Linked DNA regions of Mus musculus: region 2 is linked to region 1. The links are chromatin contacts, called in public promoter capture Hi-C maps. All regions are on one chromosome and are shown on one strand. Each heading gives the region's core, a stretch centred on a gene start, on an enhancer-like site or on the middle of the called end of the contact. The rest is flanking DNA. Distances are from core to core; before and after follow the strand shown.

What was found. Promoter capture Hi-C pulls out the DNA fragments that hold promoters and counts their contacts.
Region 2: a contact with region 1 is called in a promoter capture Hi-C map of hematopoietic stem and progenitor cells, with 4 times the contacts expected there. The contact joins the promoter of Ephb4 here to the enhancer-like site in region 1. A contact is called at or near these places in 8 of 39 promoter capture datasets (the 3T3-L1 cell line, the SN4741 cell line, embryonic stem cells and 5 more) and 2 of 9 other capture datasets (adipose tissue and liver).

What each region holds. Positions count from the first base shown.
Region 1 is chr5:137,186,318-137,192,048 of GRCm38.p6, reverse strand. Gm40349 (cell wall protein DAN4-like) reads left to right here and starts at 5,610. Exons shown (of 2, transcript XM_030254982.1): 1 at 5,610-5,667. The coding sequence starts at 5,610. It also overlaps the pseudogene Gm20768. Within about 2 kb of position 2,403, at least 85 of the 459 cell types and tissues checked have an H3K27ac peak or open chromatin away from gene starts, as enhancers often do. A contact at or near this core is called in embryonic stem cells and hematopoietic stem and progenitor cells, where this site is marked.
Region 2 is chr5:137,346,323-137,352,786 of GRCm38.p6, reverse strand. Ephb4 (Eph receptor B4) reads right to left here and starts at 2,678. Exons shown (of 17, transcript NM_010144.6): 1 at 2,138-2,678. The coding sequence starts at 2,189. Gm52791 (a long non-coding RNA gene) reads left to right here and starts at 2,735. Exons shown (of 3, transcript XR_003955817.1): 1 at 2,735-3,708; 2 at 4,721-4,855; 3 at 4,949-5,187.

The DNA.
Region 1 (5,731 bases), core at 1,154-3,653:
TCCCAAGAGCCAGCAAAGGAGTCAGAGATGCCCTCATTCCCACTGTCAGGGGTCCCACAAGAACACCAAGCTATGAAGCCATAGCGTACAAGCAGAGGACCCATAAGGTCCCAGTTGTCACTTGAGTCTCTGTAAGCCCCTGTGAGCCCTGCTTAGTTGGCTCTGCCGAGATCCTCTCTTAATCGATAAGAGCTCACCAGCTCACGATCTCTATCTCTAGCTGCGTCCTGTATACACCACTGAGGGAGGCCTGACTTTATCCTGGCAACTGACCACCATTAGGGTGAATGATGCCAACCTTAGCTCAGGGAGAAAGGACAGAGCAAAATCAAACATTTACTAACTTTTTTTTAAAAAGTGGAGACTGGGGGGTGTGGTCTCAGTGGTGAAAGCTTTGCTTAGCAGGAAACCAAACCAAACAAAAGACAAAACATAAGTCAACCAACCAACAACAAAAACAAAAACAAAAACAAAAAACCAAAACCAAACAAAACAAAGAAAACCAAATTGGACCTGGTGGCACAGGCCTGTCACCTCAGCGACTTAGGAGGCTGAAGTATATGAGCATAAAGTCCGAGGCCTGACTGCAGGACCGAGTGAGTTTAAGGCCAGTCTCCACAACTTAGGGAAACCTCATCTCAAAATAAAAGTAACAGGAGGGCTGGCGTCTACCTCACTGACAACCGGCTGACCTCTGTTCTCCCAGCACTAGGATTAAAGATCTGTGTCTCCATGCCAGCCAGATCTACATCTTTGTCACCTGTTAGACCCAGCAGCCGGCAGAACAGAGCTATTCTCTGTCATCACAAGGCCCTGATGGAAAAGTTATCACAGCAGCTGTGCCAAGACCAATCAGTGCGATTCAGGTAGAGGGTAAAATAATGCTTACGGTTTTAGAAATTATAAGTCATGAATTGTCAATTCATGAAAAAGACTGACAGATTACTGTTGGTTTTCTCGTTGGGTTTTTGTTTTATTTTATTTAGAGTACTGGGAATTGAATCTAGGGCTTCATTTATGATAGAAAAAAAGTGCTCTGCCACTGAGCCACGCCCCCAGTCCCTCACTGGGGGGTTCTAGGCTGGGGCTCTACCACTGAGCCACGCCCCTAGCCCCCTCACTGTGGGATTCTAGGCAGGAGCTCTACCACTGAGCCACACCCCCAGCCCCTCACTGGGGGATTCTAGTCAGGGGCTCTATCACTGAGCCACGCCCCCAGCCCCTCACTGGGGGATTCTAGGCAGGGACTCTACCACTGAGCCACACCTCCAGCCCCTCACTGGGGGATTCTAGGCAGGAGTTCTACCACTGAGCCACGCCCCCTGCCCCTCACTGAGGTATTCTAGGCAGGGGCTCTACCACTGAGTCATATATCCAGCTCATTCTTGTGTGGATGAATGGGAGTCGGATATTCTATTCCCATCCATATCAGATACTCTCTCTGTGAATACGCGTGGTGTGTGTGTGTGTGTGTGTGTGTGTGTGTGTGTGTGTGTGTGTGTAAGAGAGAAGGAGAGGGAGAAAAGGTCTGTAGGAGGCAGAGGTTAGCATAGAGATCTTCCTCAATCACTTCCCACTTTTAAAAAGTTTGTTGTTGTTGTTTTAACTTTTAAAATTTACTCTTGTCTCACATTAAGGTATATTCTGACTACAGTTTCCACTCCATCCTCCCCTCGCACTCCCATTTCCTCTCTTTTCATTTCCCTTCAGAAAACAGCAGGTCTCCCAGGGATATCAACCAAACATGGTGTATCACGTTGTAATAGGATTAGGTGCCTCCCCTTGTTTTAATGCTGGATGAGGCAACCCAGTAGGACGGAAAGCAGGCAGAAGAGTCAGATATACCCCCAACTCCTTCTGTTAGGAGTTCCACAAGAAGATTAAGCTACACATATTAAGACAGAGTCTCTTGCTAAGCACGGAGCTTCCTGCTTTGACTAGATTGTACAGTAAGGCCTTAGCATCCTTTTGTTCTGTCTCCCCAGGGCCAGGACTAAGGATGTGTTTTACCACACCTGGCTTTTCATGTAGATGCTCAGCACCCAAACTCAGGTCCTACTGCTTAAGCTGCAAACATTTTGCTGACTAAGAAATGTCCACAGCCTACTTGGTTGTTGTTGTTGTTGTTGTTGTTGTTGTTGTTGTTGTTGTTGTTGCTATGACAAATGACCTGACAGCAGCAACTTTAGGAAAGAACAGTTTCTTTTATTCCATCTGGGATCCCAGCCAGTGGGATGGTACCGCCCATACCCGGGGTTGGCTTTCCCTCCTGATCTATAATTCTCTGGAAACACCCTCAAAGATGGACCCGAAAGAGTCTAGGTGTGTCTAGATGATTCCAAATCCAGACAAGCTGACAGTGAAGATTGGCTGCTGCAGATGTGATATAAGAAATGGTGCTGCGGGGCGGAGCCGCGGCGGGCCTCTGGGCGGAGGTAACCGTGTTTCCGTTGAGGTCTCTGGGCTGCTCGGGCTCGGAGGGGTGGCCCCGGGGATCGCGGCGCGGCCTGGGGCCCGGTGGTGGCCCAGCGGCTTGCTGCCGAGCCCGGGGGCGAAGGAAGCGGCTCTTCCTCTCCAGCCCCTGCCCTCCGTGCTCGGGCGCACACCTCCTCCCTGACGCATTTTGCCGCACAAGCTGTAATATGGCCGCAGCGACGGCGGCCTGGCTCCCAGGAGCTAGGTTCGTGTTGGAGGCTTCGGAACCCAGAGAAGGAGCGCTGCGGCGTGGAGCAAAACAATTGGCTCGGGCATCCTTGGTGGATTTTTGGTTTTTATTGTTTCCCCCAACTTAAAGACTGAAGTGTTGGAACCATGGGGATAAAGGTCCAGCGTCCTCGATGGTTTTTTTTTTTTTTTGTTTTTGTTTTTGTTTTGTTTTTTTTTTTTTTACATTGCCATTAATAATCAACCTGCTAGAAGAGTTGTCTTTGAATTATTTTCCCAGTGTATATCCCAAAACATGTGAGAACTTTCGCTGCCTTTGTACAGGTGGAAAAGGGACAGGGAAATCAACTCAGAAGCCATTACATTATAAGAGCTGTCTCTTTCATAGAGTTGTCAAGGATTTCATGGTTCAGGGTGGTGACTTCAGTGAAGGGAATAGAAGAGGAGGAGAATCTATTTATGGAGGATTCTTTGAAGATGAGAGTTTTGCTGTTAAACTCAGCAAAGAGTTTCTCTTATCAATGGCCAACAGAGGAAAGGATACAAATAGTTCTCAGTTCTTTATAGCAACAAAACCAACTCCTCATTTAGATGGGCACCATGTTGTTTTTGGGCAAGTGATCTCTGGTCAGGAAGTTGTGAGAGAGATTGAAAACAAGAAAACAGATGCTGCTAGCAAACCATTTGCTGAAGTTCGGATACTCAGTTGTGGAGAGCTGATTCCGATGTCTAAGGTTAAGAAAGAAGAAAAGAAAAGGCATAAGTTTCCCCCCCCCCCCCAACCAGTGACTCAGATAGCTCACCCGATTCTCCGTCCTCCTCCGAGTCTTCTGATTCTGAAAGTGCTTCTGAAGAAAAATCCAGAAAGAGGAAAAAGAAACATAGGAAAAATTCTCGAAAGCATAAGAAGAAGAAGCGAAAGAAAAGCAAGAAAAGCCCATCTGAAAGTGAAGCAGAAAATGTTGATGCACAGCCCCAGTCTACTCTCTGTCCAGAAGAGATCCCTCCTATACCAGAAAATAGATTTTTAATGAGAAAAAGTCCTCCTAAAGCCGATGACAAGGAGAGGAAAAACAGAGAGAGAGAGAGAGAGAGAGAGAGAGAGAGAAATCCCACCTAACTCCCAGCCTGCTTCATACCAGCGACGATTCTTTTTTTTTTTTTTTTTTTTTTTTTTAAAGATCTTATGAGCCATTTTTTTTTTAAATTTTATTTATTTTATTATTATATGTAAGTACACTGTAGCTGTCTTCAGACACACCAGAAGAGGGAGTCAGATCTTGTTACGGATGGTTGTGAGCCACCATGTGGTTGCTGGGATTCGAACTCTGGACCTTCGGAAGAGCAGTCGGGTGCTCTTACCCACTGAGCCATCTCACCAGCCCACCAGCGACGATTCTTAGTTACTAGGTCTGGCAGGAAAATTAAAGGAAGAGGACCGAGGCGTTATCGAACTTCTTCCAGATCCAGATCGAGGGATCGATTCAAACGAAGTGAGACTCCTCCACATTGGAGACAAGAGATGCAGAGAGCTCAGAGAATGAGGGTGTCAAGTGGTGAAAGATGGATCAAAGGGGATAAGAGTGAGTTAAATGAAATATAAGAAAATCAAAGGAGCCCAGTTAGAGTAAAAGAGAAAAAAATAACAGATCACAGACACATGTCTGAAAAAGATGATAAATAGAACAAAAACAAAGTGAAGAAAAGAGGCAAATCCAAGAGTAGGAGCAAGAGCAAAGAGAGATCCAAGAGTAAGGAGCGAGACTCGAAGCACAGCAGACACGAAGACAAGAGGGTGAGGTCAAGAAGTAAAGAAAGGGATCACGAGACTACTAAAGAAACAGAAAAACCACTGGATCTTAAAGGGAAAGATCAGGAAAGGAGTAGAAGCAAAGAGAACTCCAAACAGGTAGAACAAAAAAGTAATGAACATGACCATAGCAAAAGTAAAGAAAAGGATAGACGTGCACAGTCCAGGAGTAGAGAACGGGATCTGACTAAAAGTAAACACAGTTACAACAGTAGAACAAGGGAGCGAAGCAGGAGTAGGGACAGGAGCAGAAGAGTGCAGTCCAGAAGCCATGACAGAGATCACAGCAGAAGCAAGGAGTACCATAGATACAGAGAACAGGAGGACGATCGAGAAGTAAAGATAGGAGGAGGAGAAGGAGGGATTCCCGGAGCTCAGAGAGAGAAGAAAGTCAAAGTAGAAACAAAGAAAAATATAGACGCCAAGAAAGTAAGAGTTCACACAGAAAAGAAAATTCTGAGGGTGAGAAAAGAACGTACTCTAAAAGTCATGATCATAATAGCTCAAATAATAACAGGGGAAAAAAGGCTGATAGAGAGCAAAGTCCAGTGTCAAAAACAAAGCAAAGCGGTCAGGACAATGAAGTGAAGTCCTCCACATTAAAAAATCAAGAGGACGAAAAGACCAGATCCCCGGTGGAAAAAGAAAATAAAAAATCAAAGGGTCAAGAAAATGATCATGCACGTGACAAAAATTAAAAATGTGATCATGAATCAAGCCCTGGAACAGATGAAGACTAAAGTGGATGAGTGAGTTGTGTACTCTTAATTCCTTCCTGTCTCACATTTTAAGTTTTGAAGACTTACTGTTGAACCTTCCTTTTATTTGTTGTTTTCATTGTTTTGGAGTTGTTTTATGTTTGTGGCCCCTCCCCCCCGTTTTTTAAAATGTGGACTTCATTGAGTTGATCTTTTGATAATCTGCTACCTGGATAATTTGTACTGCTAAAGTTTTAATAAACTTGAAATGAAAAGAAAAACAAAAACAAAAACAAAAAAGAAGTGGTGCTGCATGCATAGCCACGTGTCATCCTGGAGAAGGCGCTGCGAACCCTCAGGATCAGGATCACAGCAGACTCCGAACTCCAACTCCGATACTTCTGCACATAGTCCATAAGTGGGATGCAGGACTGGGGATGGAGGAGGAGTCTATTGTGGGAGGCAGCAAGAACCACAGGCTGGCCTGCGGCAATGGTGATATTTCAGCAAGGATGAATTTCAGCCCTGGTGTATGCACGTGTGTGTGCGCGTGCAGGGA
Region 2 (6,464 bases), core at 1,429-3,928, 160 kb before region 1:
CCAGAGAAATAAGTTCTGGAAGCCTGGACTCTTGGGTTCCCTGCCTCGCTCAGCTCCAGCAGAGGCCCCACCACATCTGGACTTGGTTAGGAGAAAGAAAGGAGGAGAGTTTAGGGGTGGGGAGTTGTGTGTGAACACACCTGGAGGGGCTCTGGGATCATTTGAGGGGAGCAGACATGATGCTGACCCAGGAAGGGATTAGGAGATGTGCAGACTTCACTGGCAACACAACCGGGAGGGAGGAAGGGAGGGTTGGGGAATCCCCTGGTGAGGGTAGGCAACCTGGGAGGGGGCAGGAGTCTGGGAACCACATGCGTTGAGAGTGGGCCTCCAGGGGAGTCAGCGGAACACCTGGGACCAGGTCCCGCCCTCCCCTTTGGCTTTGAGAGAGAGGAGTGCCTGGAGTTAGGGTGGATGAGGGAGGCATCACCTCAAAGTTGCGGTGCTGTCTCAGGGTGTAGGGGGCAGGCAGGAACCTGAGCAGCCAGAGGCAAAGCCTACCGGCCCCTCTAATGGGTGGCAGGAGACAGCAGAACACGTTGGGGACAGGATGCCCACGGTTCTGGGAAGGGGGTGGATAGAGGCCGCCGTCCCCACCCTCCATTGTTCCAGCCTGGATAGCGTTTTCCTGTCTCCAATTTACACACTGTCTGTGCAACAGGCTGCTCTTCAGCCTGTTGAGCTGAGCCCAGACTCACTTTCCCTGCATCCACAACACGCCAGTTTGCCTCCAGCTCACTTCAGTCCCCCAGTTCCCAGACCCACCTCTCACCTCCTTCCCTCCAGGGCTCCATTTCTAGGTCGTCGTCCCCTCCCCCCCCCACCACCACATCTCCCAGTTTACACCTCCTTTAGGGCCTGAGGCCTTGGATAAACTAATTAACATTTCTAAAGCTTTAGTTTGTCACCTGTTAAGGAAACAAGAACTCTCCTTTTTTGCTGGGCAAAATAACAGTAAAATAATCGCAGTTGGCACAGGTGAAGGCAGGGGCTTGAGAATCATTCAGGTAGCGCAGGCGAGAAGGGGCATTTCCTATTGGCCCGTCTTTCCCTCCAGACACACTTCATGGGTGCTCTGCCCATTTGACTTCCTCCTCTCCAGGAGCCCAAAGTCTGTCCTCACCCCATTCCCACACTTTGATCAGCCCAGAACAGCACTGCCCAGCCTAGAGGGAGCTCCTTTGATTCCATCGCTTCAGGGAGAGATCTCCCCCACTCTTGTGTCCCACTCCCCAGATTCTCCTTTGATTCTAAGCAGCAAGGGAGGTTGTGGGGGAGCCAAATTCATTGAAAAGAGATTAGGGAGGCAGGAAAGGGGGTTATGAGTCCTGTGCAGCCCCAAGAGGGACTGTGGAGTTAGGGGCTCACAGATCTGAAGAGGCATTTGGAGAGGAATACAGAAGGAAAAAAAAAAAAAAAACCAGAAATCTGAGGCGGGCTAGGAGGCGGCCAGCTGGGGTGAATTAGGGCGACACAGGCCGGTGTTAGGCAGTTTCTGCGGGCTTGCATGGCTGGAAGAAAGCCTCAGCCTTGGGAAAAGTTGAGGTCTAAATGGCATGTAAAAGGTTGGGGTACAGCCTTGAGAAAAACAAGAAAAGAGTCTGCACGAGGTCAGTAGCCTGGCCAGCCATTTGGGAGTTGGAGAGTGGGGCTGCAGATGGGGCCATCCTGACTGGGGTGTGGAGTCCAGGTGTGAATGAACGCTAGGGAACCAGAGGTGGGGGTCGCTTTACGGCCTAGCTGGGGTCTGCCTCGCCTGCAAGTGCCCCTTCAGGAACTTTCCCCTGGAGTTTAGCCAGAGGTGGAGAGAGGATAAAAACTTTGGGGGATAGTTTTGAACATTAGGGTGGACAGGAAAAGGAAGGCTGTCATGGGCCTTTGGCATCAGGACTGAGAATTTAGAAGGCTGGGTAAGGGAAGGTCCCGGGTCTGAGCTCTCGACTCCATCTCTTTCCCAAACAAAAGAAAAACCCCACTCCCCGCCAGGCCGCCTCCTCCCCGCCCCCTCCCGTTCTAGTGCTATTGGTCCGAAGTGTTTAAGGGGTACCGGAGTTGGGATAGGGAGAGACCAGCTTTTGCACTCTGAGGCACAACTTTGGGGGACCCCAAGAACAGGGGGCACCCCAAGAAAACTCACCTTCTAAAGCAGTGGCGAGGGAAGCCCAGCACAGCAGCGCTCGGAGCTCCATGGCGCCGCCTCACTTTGGCTGAATGCGATCCGAGTTTGGGGGGCCCTGGCCCCCCCAGGTCTGACCCTCCCCTGGGCGGGTGCACACCGACTCTGCTGCTGGGACTTTCCGTCGAGGGCCTCTCAACGATGGCCCATGCGGGCGCGCCAGGCACCCGCGCTCAGGTGCGGCCCCCACGTCCCCGCCGCAGCGCGCGCGCGCGGGGAGGCCAGCCTTGAGGGGGGACGTCCTGGCAGTGGCCGTCGCTGGGCGGGCGGAGATCGGGACGTGGCTGAGAGTTAGGGGTCCCTTCGGGGCTTCGGGGGTCCCGCCCTGGCTGGCTGGGGTGGGCCGATTGCTCGCGGTCTCTCTCGCTCCCTGGAGTGGTTGGTGGATGTCGCGCCGCCGGGGTTAGTGCGCCGGTCGCGGTCAAGGAAGGTGGAAACCAAAGTGGGAACCGAGCAGGAGGGAGGGAAACAGGCTGGGCCAGGGCTGGGCCGAGTCGAGACTGAGTCGGGCGGCGCCTGGCCTAGGAGGGAGGGGCGCATAGGAGGCGGAGACAGTCCCATGTCAGAGTTTCCCCCCGCCCCATCTCCCAACACCCTGGAGCCCGGGTTTCTCTGGGAGGGGGGGGTGCACGGGGAGCTGATTGGCTCCTATGCTGCTGAATAATTCATGAGAGGGGGGGCCGCCCGAACTGAGCCTGTCGGGAAGTTAGGAGAAAGTTTGCAAGAGGGGGAGGGGCGGCATGTGTGGAACTTAGGGACTGTCCAGGGGTGCTGGGTGTCCCATGCCTACTACCCCTGATTGTGCATGTTGGGGCAGTAGCCCAGGAATCCTCAGGACTGACCTGAACCTACCAGGCCTCACAGATGTGTGCGTAAATGTGAATGCCCCCACACAAAGCCTGCTTTGACCTTGCAGCGGGACCTGAGATTCCACATCTGGATGCGCCCCCTGCCACCTAGTTGGAGCAGGGGATTGCATTTGGGAGGAGAAGGTTAAAACTTTGCATTTGGGTATGGAGAGCTTCCCAACAGACCTCCGTTCCTCAAGCAATAATCCCAGCTTGTCTATCTCCGGAGAGAGCGCTCACACAATCAGTGCGTGCTCGTTAAGTCCTGGAGATCCACTGAGCGCGCAGCCTAACGCTGGAGAAAGTGGTTTGAAACCCAAAGTATAGAAAATGTAAATAAAAGGCAGGCGTGTCAGAGAGGGTGAGGGATCTCCGTAACACCTCATTTCATTTTTTTAAAGGAGGGGGACACTTCCCCGCCGCCTGCAGCCTTGACCTCCAAGGCGGGGGTAGGGACCGTTGTGGCTCTTTCCTGAGGCTGTTTCCTGTCTGGCTCCTGGGGGCCCTCGGGATGGCTGGGAGGGCCCTTCCTCTCATTTGCTAGCACCCCCTCTCATCCATCAGTTTGAGGGGAGGGTCCAGGAAAGACGGCCTCCTATCTACATCAGGGCACTGTGAGTGTGGGGCACGGGATGGTTGGATGAGAGAGGTGCTGTTCCCGAAGTCGGTCCTTTAAGGGCTGCGGTAAGGAGACTTTAATTTAAGGTAATTAGTACAGGGTCTGGAAACTCTGAGGTAGGAGTCTGGGGCACCTGGGAGTCTGCCAAATACCCTAAGGGCGCACACACACACCCCAGCGGGCGCGGGAGACCGGTGATGACCTCTTGTCCGCCTGCGCGCACACACACACCAGCGGGCGCGGGAGACCCGTGATGGCCTTTTGTCCCCGTGCACTTATCTTCCTGGCGCAAGTAGTGCTCCCCACCCCCTGCCCTTCCTCACAGCCCTGCCTGGGTCCCGCTCCGGGGTGGGGGGTCAGCCAGGGCAGGAAACAGCCGGCTTGGCTGGAGCCAGGCTGACCGGCTAGATCTGGGAGTCCCCTCCTCCTTCCCCACGCAGACTCAGGCTCCCCTTCTCTTATCCACAGACACCCCCTTTTTTGCAGCTATCATTCTGCATCCGGGTCCCCCTGAATTTCTGAGTCGTGGCTTGTTCTCACCCTAGGAGCCACCATCAGCAGCCCACTTCAAGCCTTTGATTGCTTAAAAATTTTCACATTTAGTGGGATAAGCAATTCATTAGTATGCAGAGACGATTAACGCCTCAATAGAGGAGAGACAAGCAGCCTGGATGACAGAGGCAGGCGTGGAGGAGGGTTCGGTTGATGAGACCCAGCTGAAAAGATGAAAGAGCCCATCAGATTATTCCGAAAACCCAAAGACAGTGTATCAGTAAGAATGACTCCTGGGCTGGCCTCTCTGCTGCTATCAGTAGAGAATTTGGTAAACAGTTTCTCTAGCACCCAGAAAGCCCTGAGTTCCATCCCATTCCTACACAGATCCAGTGTGGTCATACTCCCACAACTTGGGAGGAAAGTGGAACCAGACTGGACTACATTGCAAGTCTTACACACACACACACACACACACACACACACACACACACACACACACACAGAGAGAGAGAGAGAGAGAGAGAGAGAGAGAGAGAGAGCGCGCACTGGTGAAAATCCCGTGATTTCCCTTTTCCATGCAAGTGACGCCCGAGATCTTTACTCCCCGGGTCAGGAAGCACCCTCCATTTATCCTGTGTGTGTGAGGTCATTCCTTCCACTCCCGGACCACCAGAAACTCCTGCTGCCAGCACTGAGTTGCTTAGCCTTCTGCTGCAGGTGAGAACTCCCATTAGCCCAAAATCAGTGTTTGTCCCAAAGACCCAACCAAATCTCAAACCTTTTTGTTTTTCTTCTTCTTCTCGGTGTTAGGGGACTTGGAGGAACTGGGACGTGGCTCTGTGGTAGAAGTGCCAGCTGCCAAAGCGGACAACTTGAGTTTGAATTTCAAGGTAAACATAGTGGAAGGAGAAAACCGATTTCCAGAAGTTGTCTGTCATCTGTGACCTCCACATGGACACTGTGGCCTTCACTGGCTCTCTCCTAACGCAATAAATATGCAAATAAAAAATAGGATTACGGGCTGGTGAGATGGCTCAGTGGGTAAGAGCACCCGACTGCTCTTCCGAAGGTCTGGAGTTCAAATCCCAGCAACCACATGGTGGCTCACAACCACCCATAATGAGATCTGATGCCCTCTTCTGGTGTGTCTGAAGACAGCTACAGTGTACTTACGTATAATAAATAAGTAAATAAATCTTTAAAAAAAAAAAAAAATAGGATTACAAAAACTTTGAAAGGCACTGAAGAGATGGCTCGGCCGTGAAGGGTACCTGTTGCTTTCACAGAGGACATCGTGGGTTTGATTCCTAGCACCCACGAGCTGGTGCCCAAGCATCCATAACTCCAGTTCCAGAGGCTCCAATGCCCTCTTTGGACCTCTGTGGGCACCAGGCACACATGTGGTGCATAGACATGCAAGCAGGCAAAACACTCATGCACATAAGACAAAACTGAGTCATCTAGAAAAAAATCATCTAAAACCAAAACAAACTCTGAAGCCCTTCACAGATTTCCCACTGCGGGTGTTAACAGTCACCTCTGTATGCTCCCCCTCACTGGCAGGCCAGATCCTTGTACATATATATATAGTCTTCTTGAGTACAAATAACATTAGGAGTCTTTTCTTTCTTTCTTCTAGCCCAAACAAACGCCACCCCCCTTTTTTTATACAGTTGAGTATGACCTTGAACAGTTGGTCCCCCTGCCTCCAAGGCCTCAATGCAAGGCATGTACCATCCCACCAGGCTTATGAGGTGCTCCTGATTGACCACCCCAAACCCCAACCACCCCCACCCCCACCCCCACCACCCGCTTCAGGCATGCTAAGCAATTTCTCTCTGCCTCTGTCTCTGTCTCCGTCTCTCTCTCCAGTGAGCCACCACCCTGGCCTAGAAGTCCCTTTCACACTGTGACAGTTTGTTTTGAGCCCTCAGAGAGATAAGGCTTTTCCTATATGTAAACTGGGTAAACTGGGCCTGTAATCCCAGGCACTCAGGAAGCAGAAGCTAGAGCGCTGGGATTTTTGAGACCAGTTTGCCCTGCTTAGTGAGTTCTAGGACTGACAGTAAAAATCTTGTCTCAAAAAAAAAAAAAAAAAAAAAAAAAGATAAGGGAGGGCAGGGGTGGAGTGGGAGGGCAGGGGTGGGAGTGGGAGGGCAGGGGTGGAGTGGGAGAGGAGGCATGAATAAGAACTGAGAACATAAACATAAAAGTATCCTATGGAAATGTCATAACAAAACACATTAAACACTTAATAAGATGGTGACAAAATGGCTCAAGGGATAAAAGGGCTTGCTTGCCCTTGATGACCTGAGTTTGAGCCCCA